Linked DNA regions of Mus musculus: all the other regions are linked to region 1. Evidence: chromatin contacts called from public Hi-C data. All regions are on one chromosome and are shown on one strand. Each heading gives the region's core, a stretch centred on a gene start, on an enhancer-like site or on the middle of the called end of the contact. The rest is flanking DNA. Distances are from core to core; before and after follow the strand shown.

The links. Hi-C and Micro-C count contacts between places; a contact is called where the count stands out from the background.
Region 2: a contact with region 1 is called in a Hi-C map of cerebellum, with 2.5 times the contacts expected there. The contact joins the enhancer-like site here to the promoter of Pcdh9 in region 1. A contact is called at or near these places in 1 of 39 promoter capture datasets (hippocampal neurons), 1 of 484 Hi-C or Micro-C datasets (cerebellum) and 2 of 115 datasets of contacts at active chromatin or transcription factors (embryonic forebrain and stem cell-derived neural progenitor cells).
Region 3: a contact with region 1 is called in a Hi-C map of cortical neurons, with 3 times the contacts expected there. The contact joins the enhancer-like site here to the promoter of Pcdh9 in region 1. A contact is called at or near these places in 1 of 39 promoter capture datasets (hippocampal neurons), 2 of 484 Hi-C or Micro-C datasets (cerebral cortex and cortical neurons) and 2 of 115 datasets of contacts at active chromatin or transcription factors (astrocytes and stem cell-derived neural progenitor cells).

The regions. Positions count from the first base shown.
Region 1 is chr14:93,888,977-93,892,943 of GRCm38.p6, reverse strand. Pcdh9 (protocadherin 9) reads left to right here and starts at 2,275. Exons shown (of 5, transcript NM_001081377.3): 1 at 2,275-2,823.
Region 2 is chr14:91,656,991-91,660,957 of GRCm38.p6, reverse strand. No RefSeq gene overlaps it. Among named protein-coding and RNA genes, the nearest start is that of Gm24127, 710 kb to the left of the region's middle. Within about 2 kb of position 1,742, at least 6 of the 459 cell types and tissues checked have an H3K27ac peak or open chromatin away from gene starts, as enhancers often do. A contact at or near this core is called in cerebellum, where this site is marked.
Region 3 is chr14:91,887,308-91,891,274 of GRCm38.p6, reverse strand. No RefSeq gene overlaps it. Among named protein-coding and RNA genes, the nearest start is that of Gm24127, 480 kb to the left of the region's middle. Within about 2 kb of position 1,759, at least 17 of the 459 cell types and tissues checked have an H3K27ac peak or open chromatin away from gene starts, as enhancers often do. A contact at or near this core is called in cortical neurons, where this site is marked.

The DNA.
Region 1 (3,967 bases), core at 1,026-3,525:
GTTTTTTATTCATTGAAGTCTTGAGGTCCTGCGTCTCATGCTGTATTTGTATCCTCTCCCCTAGCCTTCATCCTGGTTCGTATTAAGATTTCGTTTTTTCAAGCATGGGGTAAATAACGGCCTTAGCCAGCAAATAAAGTCATCTCTTCACAGAGAGTAACACCCGTGGTTATTAATGAGGTTAAATAATTTTTGTTAAGCTGTGGGCTGCCACTACCTGACTTTGACATGACTGTGGTATGATTAATATATAATCGCATTGTCCATGAAACCAACTGGAAAGTAGCTGTGCTGTTGTTGATATTGATGGTACCAGAACAGTTCACAGCGAATATGCAAGCAGAAGAACATGCTACATTCGCTTCAGTTTTGTGAATGGCACAAGATCATTCACCGCAGTGCAATGAAAAGAACGAACCTCTAATTCACCAGAGCTGTTTGGGGAGGTTGTTTTCGTCCTCCTGACATCCGGACACATAGGGGTCTTCTTTCTTTAAACCTTGTTCATCCTAATCACATTAAATATTAATTTATTACCTTTTGACTGAGTGCAAGCACCATCAACATACTGCCTATAAGGAAAAATATCTTACAGCACAAGAGGTTGGAAGATTGCACGGTGAACTTTTAGACATTGAGATTTTACTGTGAGGATGCACCTAAGGTAAAGTTTTAATATTAAATGGGAATTACGTTTTTATATGAGAAAACGGTGATGCCAAACAAGACAGCTAAATTTCAGATTACACACTAGAGACTTGGAAGGCTTGATTTGTGATTTGTTTTTTACTTTTAACTTGGTTATCAAAAATTAAATGTTCATGCTTTTTAAAAAAAAAAGTATCAATAGTCACAAACGTGAGATTCTCCCAAATTAAAAAGCCCGAATTTAAAGCCATTACATCCTGCCACAGTGTGAGAAACACAAGGTTTAGAATAAATGCCCTGTATTCTTCGTCCAAGTTAGCAAAAGTCAACCATGCTGTAAGACCTCAGATCACCTTTATATTACCATTCAGGTGGGGATTTGTTACTTAACTAATAGGGTTTTATATCAAACTTTATTCAGGCACCTGTCTGGCACCGGTGCTGCCAAACCTTCCTAACTTACTGGTTTTTAAAGATGAGTGAGGCTTTGAGGGAATATGACAGAAATCAGGGTGACCCTTTCTGAAGTATCCCATCCAGCCCTGGTATAAAAATGAGAAACAAGATTGTGCGGATGTACTACAGAGCTGAAGTCAGGGCCATGCCTGGCAGGGAAATGTGTCCAGCAGTAAGTGGCAAGGGGGAAAGGAGCTTTGCAGCTTGGCTAACAGCTGCTTGGGATTCCTTCAAGCCAGACGGAAGCAAAGTTCGCACATAGGTGAGCTGACAGCAGGCTCAGATGAAGCCTTCGTTCCAGAGAGCTAGGTTTTCCGGGTTCCCTGCGAGGCAAAAGAACGACAGAGGCTCTGCCACGACCAGGCGCCTAAGCTCCGATCAGATCCCAGGAAAGGAGACTTCTTGCTCAGCAAACTGTCCGTGGCTGCGCCCAGGGACCCCAGCTACAACGTACCTTTTCCCCAGGCACTTTCAGTGACCCTGCACGCAGTAAAAGCCCAGATTAATTTTCTTTCCATTTTCCACCGAGACTCAAATGTCTACTGCCCTATCTTTAGCTCTCCGCCCTCCTCGCCCTTCCTTCGGATGTCCCTGCCAGCAAATGCCTCAATTTGCAGCACCCGGCACAGAGCCGGTTTAATGGTTTAATGCGCTCCAGGATTTGCTGGCCAAAACTCCTCACTGAGGGGTGGCTGCGCGTCTCAGCCATCTCTGCAATTTAGCCCTTTCCACTTTGCAGACAGAAATGCATCAAGAGAAGAGCGGCCTCAATGACCCTCACCACCCGGTGGCGAGAATCTAGGTTCCCGGGTTTCGCTCCGGTGCAACCGCACCGCCCTGGCTCCGCCGCCGCAAGCTGGGTAAGAGCTCCAGAGCTCCCGAGCCACCCCGGGTGCTGGCCCCTGCCGGGCATGCTCAGTGCGCGTCCTGAAAACAGCTCTCCCGGGACCGGGATCGTTCCTCCAGGTTTTCGCGGCTGCCGAGGGGCGCTGGGGAGGGGGAGGCTGAAGACAGTCAGCGCCTTGTTCCGCGCCCCCTCCCGCAGCCCTCTGCAGCCTCCCGCACTGCAAGATGCTGGCCAATCAGGACCCGGAGGTGGGGCCTCGGTCGTCACGCCCTCCCTCTGGGCTTATTGAGAGTTATATCAAGAAATTCAGTTCAGAGAGAGGAGAGAGAGGAGAGGGAGAAGGAGAGGGGGGCAGAAGAGAAGGGAAAAACGAAGAGTACGCGAGGTAGGATGGAGAGCCTCAGTCTCTTAAGCGCGAAAGGACTCACGGATTAAGAATTTGCCGGGCAATTGGCACCCCGGGAAAACATCCAGAAAATCACCATCACCCAACTCTGACGTTTCCTACTAGAAGTTAGAGACTTCAGCAGTATTGCCATCGGATGCAAATGGTAGGCTGGATGCGGTGGGATACACTCCCGAGCTGAAGAAGTGCAATTGGATGTGGTGTGCGTTAAATACCAGAAGAGCCCAGACCCAGTGGGTAAAAGCGAGGAAATGTGGAGAGAATGACTAACGACAAATCTGTGAATTTGTTCTCGGGAGTTGCTAATTTGCCAGCCCGAAGCCACACATTTTACAAGGAGAAAACGTTTTGCTGCTTCTGAATTCTCCCCAAACTGGTGCTACCAGATGCATGGCTTTCTATGTGTTGGAGCAAATCCTTCTTAACTGCAGCCTACCGGGAAAGGGGCAAGGTTGAGGCAACTAATGTAAGTGTAAAGTTTCGCATTAACAATTCGAAATACCGTCTTTAGTTGTGTCCTCGGCGTAGATGAGAGGTGTTTGTAATTGGGTAGCTGGCTAGGGTAGAGCTCGCCTACTGGGTTGTATCTGCATCCCCACCTGCACCACTCAGCTGGAACTAATCGCGGGCATCAGCTACTGTGTAGCCTAATGCAGATAAGATTAGAGCCTGGGAGCTGACCAGTCTTACTCCGGGTGGGTAGCTGCCTGGAGCCTTGCACCCATTTAAACTGCAGTTAGAGGGGCATCTGAGCGGAAGTTCTTCTACGTGTGTTACCGGGTTGCGGTATTTATGTGTAGCAAATGTTACTAATATTCTAATGAGACACCGGATTAAGAAACTGCATTTTTGTTCTTTTATGCTCAATAGAAAAAAAAATACCGTGATGTTACATAGGAATGTTGTCTGTGTTTCACTTCCATCCCGGCATGCTGGTCCACCTCTGTGATAAGCAATTGTCTATTAGGATACGTTTTTTAAAAAGTTTTAATGTGTTTATTTATCTCAACGGGGGCAATGTGGAAATATGGAGAAAGGAGAGCACCCTCCGAGGAAGAAATGCCAAGTCTTGGTTTTGTGCTTTGAGGCAATGAGAACCCTTAGTGGCCAGTGACTACTGCTGTTGCTGCGGCTGCAGCAGCATGTCCGAATGCTCATTTTCCAGGAGGGTTGGATTATGAGACAGTTGAAGAACTGGGAGGAAGGAAAAGCAGTCTTTTGAGAGGAGGAGATGACTCAGTGTGGCAGAGAAGAAAACACATCATATCTAACATGTGACAAAGCAGTTGGCAGCAATCATAGCTAAATACTTGAGCTCTTTCCATCGCAAACAACTAGGGGAGGTGGGCTAGAGACCAGGAGGAGGGTTAAATGGGGGTGGGGGGTGTGTGGGAAAGCAAAATAAGAATGCACACTTTGAATTAAACAGTGTTATAATAAAACCAAAACAGTGTGGGGGTGGGGGGATTCCAGGTAAAAATAGCTGCTGCTGTCCTTAATTCAAAAGTAGATGAATTTCATTTTCTCTGGGCAAATGCAACAAGCAGGGGATATTCAGTGGCCACAGAGTTAACTTACAAACTGTGGCAGAGCAAACTGCCATGTTTACT
Region 2 (3,967 bases), core at 493-2,992, 2.2 Mb after region 1:
GACCCCCAAATACTCTTATTTATACTAAGTCAAGTGAAATTAGTCCTTTCTGGAGAGAGGAAAACTATCTGATGTTATAAAGCCATTTATCCATATGTAGCAAAGGATGGCCTTATCTGGTATCATTGGGATGGGAGTCCCTTGATCCTGTGAAGGCTTGATGCCCCAGCATGGGGGAATGCTAGGGCAGTGAGGCAGAGTTGGTGGGTTGGTAAGTGGGGAAGCATTCTCATAGAAGCAGGGGTTGGATAGGATGTTTTTAGAGGGAAAAGCAGGAAGGGGGATAATATTTGAAATATAAATAAATAAAATAACCAAATGAAATTGATAAAATAAAGCTATTTATCACTGCTAAGGTGACTTCTTAACCTCTCAGTAGCAAGTAAAAGAAATATTTGCTTAATTTCTATAAAAAAAAAACACATTACCTTTATTTGGTTTACAAGGAAGTGGGAGTGGGCTGGTGGATGTGAAACACCCTCATAGAAGTAGTGGGAAGGAGGATGTGATAGTGTGTTTCTGGGAGGGAGGGAAACTGGGAAAGGGGATAACATTTGAAATGTAAATAAAGAAAATATCTGATAATAAAAAAATACAGAATTTTCTTGTGTATCCAATTATTCGAGTATTTGTTGGTTTGCATATTTTAAAATGTTCATATGCTCTCTATGTTTCTTATAAATTATTTTTCACCACTACTTAAGTTATTACTACATCAAATATGCTAAATGTTGACTTACTAGGTGTGATACTGAGACAAATTGTCTTCATAGAGAATGAAATTTAATCATTCATTAGAAATTGACGATGGAGAAAACATTTATTTTCTAATAGTACACTTTTCTCTGAATGAAGTGAACAATGCCATCATCTTCTTAATCTTGATTTTTGAAATAAATAATTAAAATTATTTAGAATAGGGTTTGAAACCTTGTAAGTTCTAAAGACATGCTAACTACTATCCTGAAAATGGCTTCTGTTATAATTCTACTAACCATCAATATACAGACCAGCCAATAGGGTATCTTTACTGTGAACAACACCACACAGATGTAGACACAGCATCAATAATAAAAGAGTCTCAAATTTAAACTTTCTGATAAATGAGATAAATTACTTTAAGAAAATAATATTTATTTATGAAAGTGTCTGATTTGCAAGGCAGCATCTTCACTCACATAACTGTTTCATGGAAAATTCTAGCCATATAAAGAATGCTAGGGACTTGTTTGTGACTCTGAAGATGACAGGATTGCTACATTTGTGGGATTAAAAATAAGCTATACTCTGTGTGATGCGTTTCCTTTTCTGGTGCTGTGATCCAAGTCTTCATTAAATAGTCTCCCTCAGGACATTTCATATGAATTCATTTCAATCCACATACATAAGACAGAGGTTTCAATCTTGCAGTTGAGCTCCCTCAGAAGATACAAATAAAAGTGAGAGAAAAAGAAAAACCTCTAATGTATTTTGTTATCCACACAAATGAATGATTATAACCACACTAACAGTGTTCGGGAAGCCCTTATGATTGCTTATAATAAATACTCTTTGTAATCTCCAGCTCTCACTATGGTCTCAAGGTCTATGACAAAGTATTTTCCAAAGCCTTTGGCTGACATTCATATGTTCAAAACTAAACCTTCCTCTCATGAAGTAAAAATATTCACTTGGCACTCAATACTTACCCCCATCTGCTCCTGCCATTTCCAGCTGATTCCTTATGGTCCATGAATAAGGAAGAGACATAAGGATCTCATTTAGCTGAAATGAGAATAGTAGCTACACCTTGGCTGTGGTGCTTCTATGACATCATGAATTTAAAATCCTGAATGGAAATGTGGGGAAATTTGATCAATTCTGTCCTACTTACTGGCACTCTGAGGCTGTGAATAGAAAATCTGTTTCTTGTGAAGGACATTTCTTTATGGAAATTTTCGAATGTCTTAGAGGTCTCCGGGTTAATTTGTTTCCTTACAGAGATTCTATCTAAACTTTGAACACATTTGTCAATTGGGAGTATTTACCCAGATATTCATACACTATACACAGGTATCCAATAAATAATCACACACTGCAGAACGTGTTAAGGGAGATATAATTCACACATCTATGTGTTTAATCAGATCATTTGTATAACAGTGTCAAGAGAAATGCAGTTTTTATGATGCTAAGAAAGCGAATAATTAACATGAGAGTGTGAAACACTTGAAGAAAGATGCAATCTTTTGTTCTTTAGATAAAATTGAATTTCCAGAATTACTTACTGTCAATTATGTATTCTAAGTGTAATGATATGCAGTTGTAAATTCAACATTCTAAAGTCTGAGATAGCAAGATTACTAAAAGTCTGAATCTAGCCTAGGCTACATTGTGAGTTCCATGTCAACTTTTGTTACAGCATACAAGACCTTGTCTCAAACTCACATAATATAAAGAAAACAATTTAAAATAGACAATAAAAACCATTTAAAAGTGAAGAACTCTTATGAAATTTCTTTTTTAATTATTTTAGTTGTCATAGGATTTTTTCCCCTAGTACTTACTTAACCCAATATAATTTTCATGTACTGCTTCATGAGTTCTTGTCCTTTCTGTCTTCCAAGCTGAGGATATCGTCACAGGAAAAGAACTAAGAGAAAAAAGAGCCTTTCTGACTTTACAAGAATTTCTGAATTCTTGAATACAAGGATTTCTGGAAAATGTGTTAAGAGCTAAAAAGAGAAAGTCTGACCCCTTATCAGAGAATAAAATAATTTCTGTAAAATAATTGCCATGACCATTGCAGTAACACATGTGGGCTTCCTGGATAGCTTTATGTCAGCTTGGCAATAATTAAAAACATCTGAGCAGAAGGAAATTCTCTTGTGAAAGTGTCTCCATAAGATTGAGCTCGATAGGCAGGCAAGCCTGTAGGGCTCAGCCCACTTTGAGTGATGGGAATCCTTGGCTGGCCTTCTTGGTTTCTATATGAAACCATAATGAACAGCCTCTCAAGAGCAAACCCGTAAGCTTCACACCTGTGCGGCCTCTGCATCAGCTCCTGCCTGCAGGTTCCTGACTCAATTTCCTTCAGTGAAGAACAATTTTGTGAAAGTGTCAAGTGAAATATACCTTTCCCTCCTCAGTTTCTTTTGGTCATGATGTTTCATCACATTAGTAGCATTCCTAACACAGACATTGAGTTGTGTGATGAATAAAACTGATAAATAGCTTGGATGATCACATGCAGAACTTTAGCAAGTGTCTTCCTAGTTTCATAAATGGCTGAAAACATAGGATTAGAAAATTGTTTTACTATTAATATTCCCAAATATTTCCAAAGGAATATTATAATTGTGAATTACTGCTATGCTTGTGGCAGCTAAAATGGACACAAGAAAGAATGATGTTTAGACCTTGGTCTTCCTCTGATGGCACTGAGATTTGTATGTGAACATATGTGTATGTGTATATGATTGTGTGAGTGTTTTGTGTGTGTGTTTTTGTGTATACTTGTGCACGTGAACTCATGGGTGTATAATGATGTGTGCATGCATGTGTGTCTGTATAAAGAGACACACATGCACATATAGTACATGTATACTTAATTTCATGTATACATAATTTCTGTATATGTACATATAGCTTCTGCATATTTAATTCCATGTGCCATTTCAATTGCATTCTTGTAAAACAAAATGTGGCATCTTCTCATTGAACTCTAAACTTCAATCTAAATTTCCATATTTCATGAAGTTATTTTATTCTGATTATAGAACCTTTACAAATAAAAGTGTACACCTTCAATTTTAATTATATGTAGGATTCCTGAGATTCTTGACAAAATGTAGAATTTAATTCAGAATATCTGGTTGGAGCCCAACACTCTGTATTTATAACAAATACCTAATCTCTGTTCCTGTTCTTGCTTTAGAAATTCTAGATCCTTCAGCAGGAAACAAAGCTATTGTATGTATTTACTAGT
Region 3 (3,967 bases), core at 510-3,009, 2.0 Mb after region 1:
GATGACTATTAAAAAGACAAAACTTGGATAAGAAATAAGAATATTTGGGTTTTCCTAAATAATGTTTTTGAGGGTGGGATTTTTATTTTTAAACTAAACATAAACTAAACATTTCTTCTCTAGAGTATTAAGCTTCACTCATTAATATACAGATGTAATGAAAAAAGTCATAGGTAAAGTATGTATATTCTGTAGTATATGGCAGGCTTCTTGGTTCATTTTTTTTTCTTTTCTAACATTAGACACATAGCTCTCCTGACTCTTAGAGACATAGTCTCTGATTGTGAGTGATGAGTCTCTTTGTTACCCAAGAAACATGTATAATCTGAATGATCATAATGTTGTTCTCTGCAGGGAATACAACATTAAAATTCTGTGATGATTTCAGGTCCCGCAGTACAGAGGGATGACAAACACCTGATGTTCAGAGGGCCTGGGTTGTAAGCTAATATCTGTGCAACTGTTCTTTCTTAACATAGATCATTTCCATTTTAAAAAGACCTGTATTTCATGCACTGTTCTCAATCCAAACTAGTGTAGAGACTCTCAGTAAAATGTGCTTGTCTAATTCGACCCTATCATCAAAAAGGAGATTGAATCCCTAACACTCTTTTCATCAAGCTGCAGTGAGTCATTCTTTATATATATATATATATATTTATTAGGTATTTTCCTCATTTACATTTCCAATGCTATCCCAAAAGTCCCCCATACCCTCCCCCCACACTCCGCTACCCACCCACTCCCACTTTTTGGCCCTGGTGTTCCCCTGTACTCGGGCATATAAAGTTTGCAAGTCCAATGGGCCTCTCTTTCCAGTGATGGCTGACTAGGCCATCTTTTGATACATATGCAGCTAGAGTCAAGAGCTCCAGGGTACGAATGAAGAATTGATATTCTGTTGTTACCAACCTAAGTATTTTGTCATACTAAAAGTCTTTACTGCCTCACCCTAAGACCCTTATATCAGATTGCCTAGGAGTTCAGCGCTATCAGATAGCTCAAGCTCAAGCTATCCATGACATTTTCACACAATGTGAGTATGCTGACCACTTTTCATCAGGACCCAAATATATACTCAAATCCATTGTTATGGCTGTGAATTTTCCATATTCTTTATTATCTTTTAGCCTCTTATGTAAAAATTATGTGTCTGACATACTTTTAGTTTAACTATTATCTTTCTAAAACTGAAAATAATTTATGTTAAAGACCAACCAATATGAAGCTAACATACTGTACAAATCATATACAGGAGCTTATGGGGGTGGATGAGCTTGAGTTAAGATGGTAGAAGTGACACTGTTCATACTTTTGTGGTTTGGTTAATTGTGAAGAAACTTCACACTGAAAAATGCAGGAAATAGAATATACATGACATTATTATATGTGATATGGATGAATTATGTAATGAAGAGCCACAAGTCCCAGTTAAAGACTTTGAAAACTACAATCATAATTCTACTTAAGGTTCCTTTTATTCCTAAAGGCTAGAGAATTGTAATATACTCAGGGTGACTTCTTTACTTTTAAAATAAACAGTACTATAAGATCAAACTAGATATCACGGCCCTACTCAGTGTTTTACATGTCATCTTATTTTTGTTCACTTTCTTAAAAATAGAATGTCTCACATTCTACAGGGAGCGTTTGTCCTTCGTAAGACAAGCTGAACAAATTCAACACACTTGATGATTCAGTCCTGCTAAGCAGAGTAGCTCTTGTATCCAGGGAAACCAAGCTGGGTTGCCAAAACCTGAAGATAAGACAAGAGGAGCCCTACTGTCTTGACCGTGAGGAAGCAATCTGCTGTCCTTCCCTTTTAGATGGCATTTCTTTGTGCCTGTAATGCCTCCTGACTAATCTGGAAACACATCTGTGTCCCTGACACGTCTGTTATCTGATGCTTCACCCTCCACCCCATCAATGCCCCTAGAGAACTGGATGGATACAATCGAGGACAAACTTTTTCAGATCTGTGCGGGTGCGTGCGGCCCCACATGCGAGCAAGGGAAGAACAGCAGGAACAACAGCTTTCTTTTGTGCATCACAGGGAGAAATGTCTATGATCTTCATTTAGCAGCTGCTTTCTTAGAGTCACTGAGCCAGAAACCCTTGGCCTGCTTTCAGCATAGGAAAGAATTTGAGTTGTAGAGTCAGATGCCCTGGTTTTAAGTCAGATTTTTGCCATTGATACAATGTCAGAGCTTAGGAAATGCTTTAACATGCTTAGCTTCTCTGTTCTTTTCAAGAATGAATGTATATATTTCTTATAGTGTATAAAGATATTAAACTTAATAATTAAGACCATTCATCTGACAGGTTTTGGTGATGTAGGCATTTAATCTTTGCATTAGAGATGATAAAAAAAAATAGGTTGGATTTCCAAGAGGTTAGGTCAGCCCAGTTGACATTTGAAGTTCCAGGCTACCAGGGCTATACAATAAGACATTTTATAAAATATAAGGTTATGTATCTATTTGTGTAGATAGATAAAGTGAGGGGTATTTGTAATTCTCTCTAAACGGCTTTTTACTGGAGATTGGTTCTAATACTGTGATTTAATCAGAAATCTGCATGCCCAAATTCTAAAGGTTTTTTTGACCTCATTGTTTTCTGATCGATCAATGAAGATGCCAACGGTCAGTGTTTGGGCACAGGGTTGTGCAGATGAGGATGCAGAGAGGAAGGAGAAAAATTTACCATGACTTGGAAAACCAAGTATGGAACACAATAGTGACAGGAGATAAAGCCAATCAGCTATGTTAGATTTAAATGGTCACTGGCCACTTCCCTGATAGGGCCTGGATTTACAGGGGAAGGTTCAGGCCTTTGAGGTAGACAAGGGTTTTAAAAATAAATTAATTTGTATATGTGTTACATTTGGAATCCAAAAATATTTACTGGGCAGATATGTCTACAGGGAGCCAACTTGGCATAGTTAAAACTCCCACTATAGATGGCACCCAACGTGAAGCAAATACCCAGTATTAAAATAATTTAGAAATTCTGGAACTTTCTAGAAATGAAAACATGATATCAAGTGAGAAAGGTTCCATAAATTTACATTTTCTTAAAAAACAACCAAAAGAAAATGTGTCACTTAAAGTATTACTTAATATATAAAATTTAAGAGTTTTTCAAAATTTTAATGTATAAATGAACATACATTCTAAAATTGAGTACCACACACAAATACACACACACACACACACACACACACACACACACACACATGTGTGTGTGTAGAGCTGGGGTACACATCATTATTCATGTATTAATAAAACTTAGGGATTTTCTTCTCATCCAGTGAGGGAATACAAATTTTAGTAGAACCCCTGCTATTGTGCACTGATAACAAAATAGATTAAAACTGCTCTAGGTTCATAGTCTTTTCAGAACCACTTCAGCCTAAAGACAATCAGGAATGTACACTTAGTAGTATTAGACACCATTCATGCAGAAGTGTAACAAAAAATAAGACTCAAGATAAGATCAATAAAGGACAGAACCTGAAATGTAGTATTTTGCTTCAATAATAATTTTTGTAGTGGTTTATTTAAAAAAAAAATCAACCTTTCCGCTACCATGTCTAACATAAAAGTGTATTTTTTTCAGTTTTGTTTTCCAATTCCATGAGAGGAGGGATAACACTTCTTTAATGTCTAAGAATATAAATGTTCACTTTATTGAATTCTTTGGTTCTTTCTGTAAAATTAAAAACCATCATATGTTTTCTGTCATGAAATATTTCAGAAATTTTGCCAGAAATTCCAGAACATAGTAATTGTGGAAATAAATCTTTCATGCCATCCTTGAAACTCACAAATGATAAATTTTAAATGTTTCATCCCCAAAATTGGCAAATATGGTAAGCCTGTGAAGTAGTTAATATTAATCAATCTTAATTTAGGCCTTTTTGTACCTATTTCAAACACATATATATATATGTGTGTGTGTGTGTGTG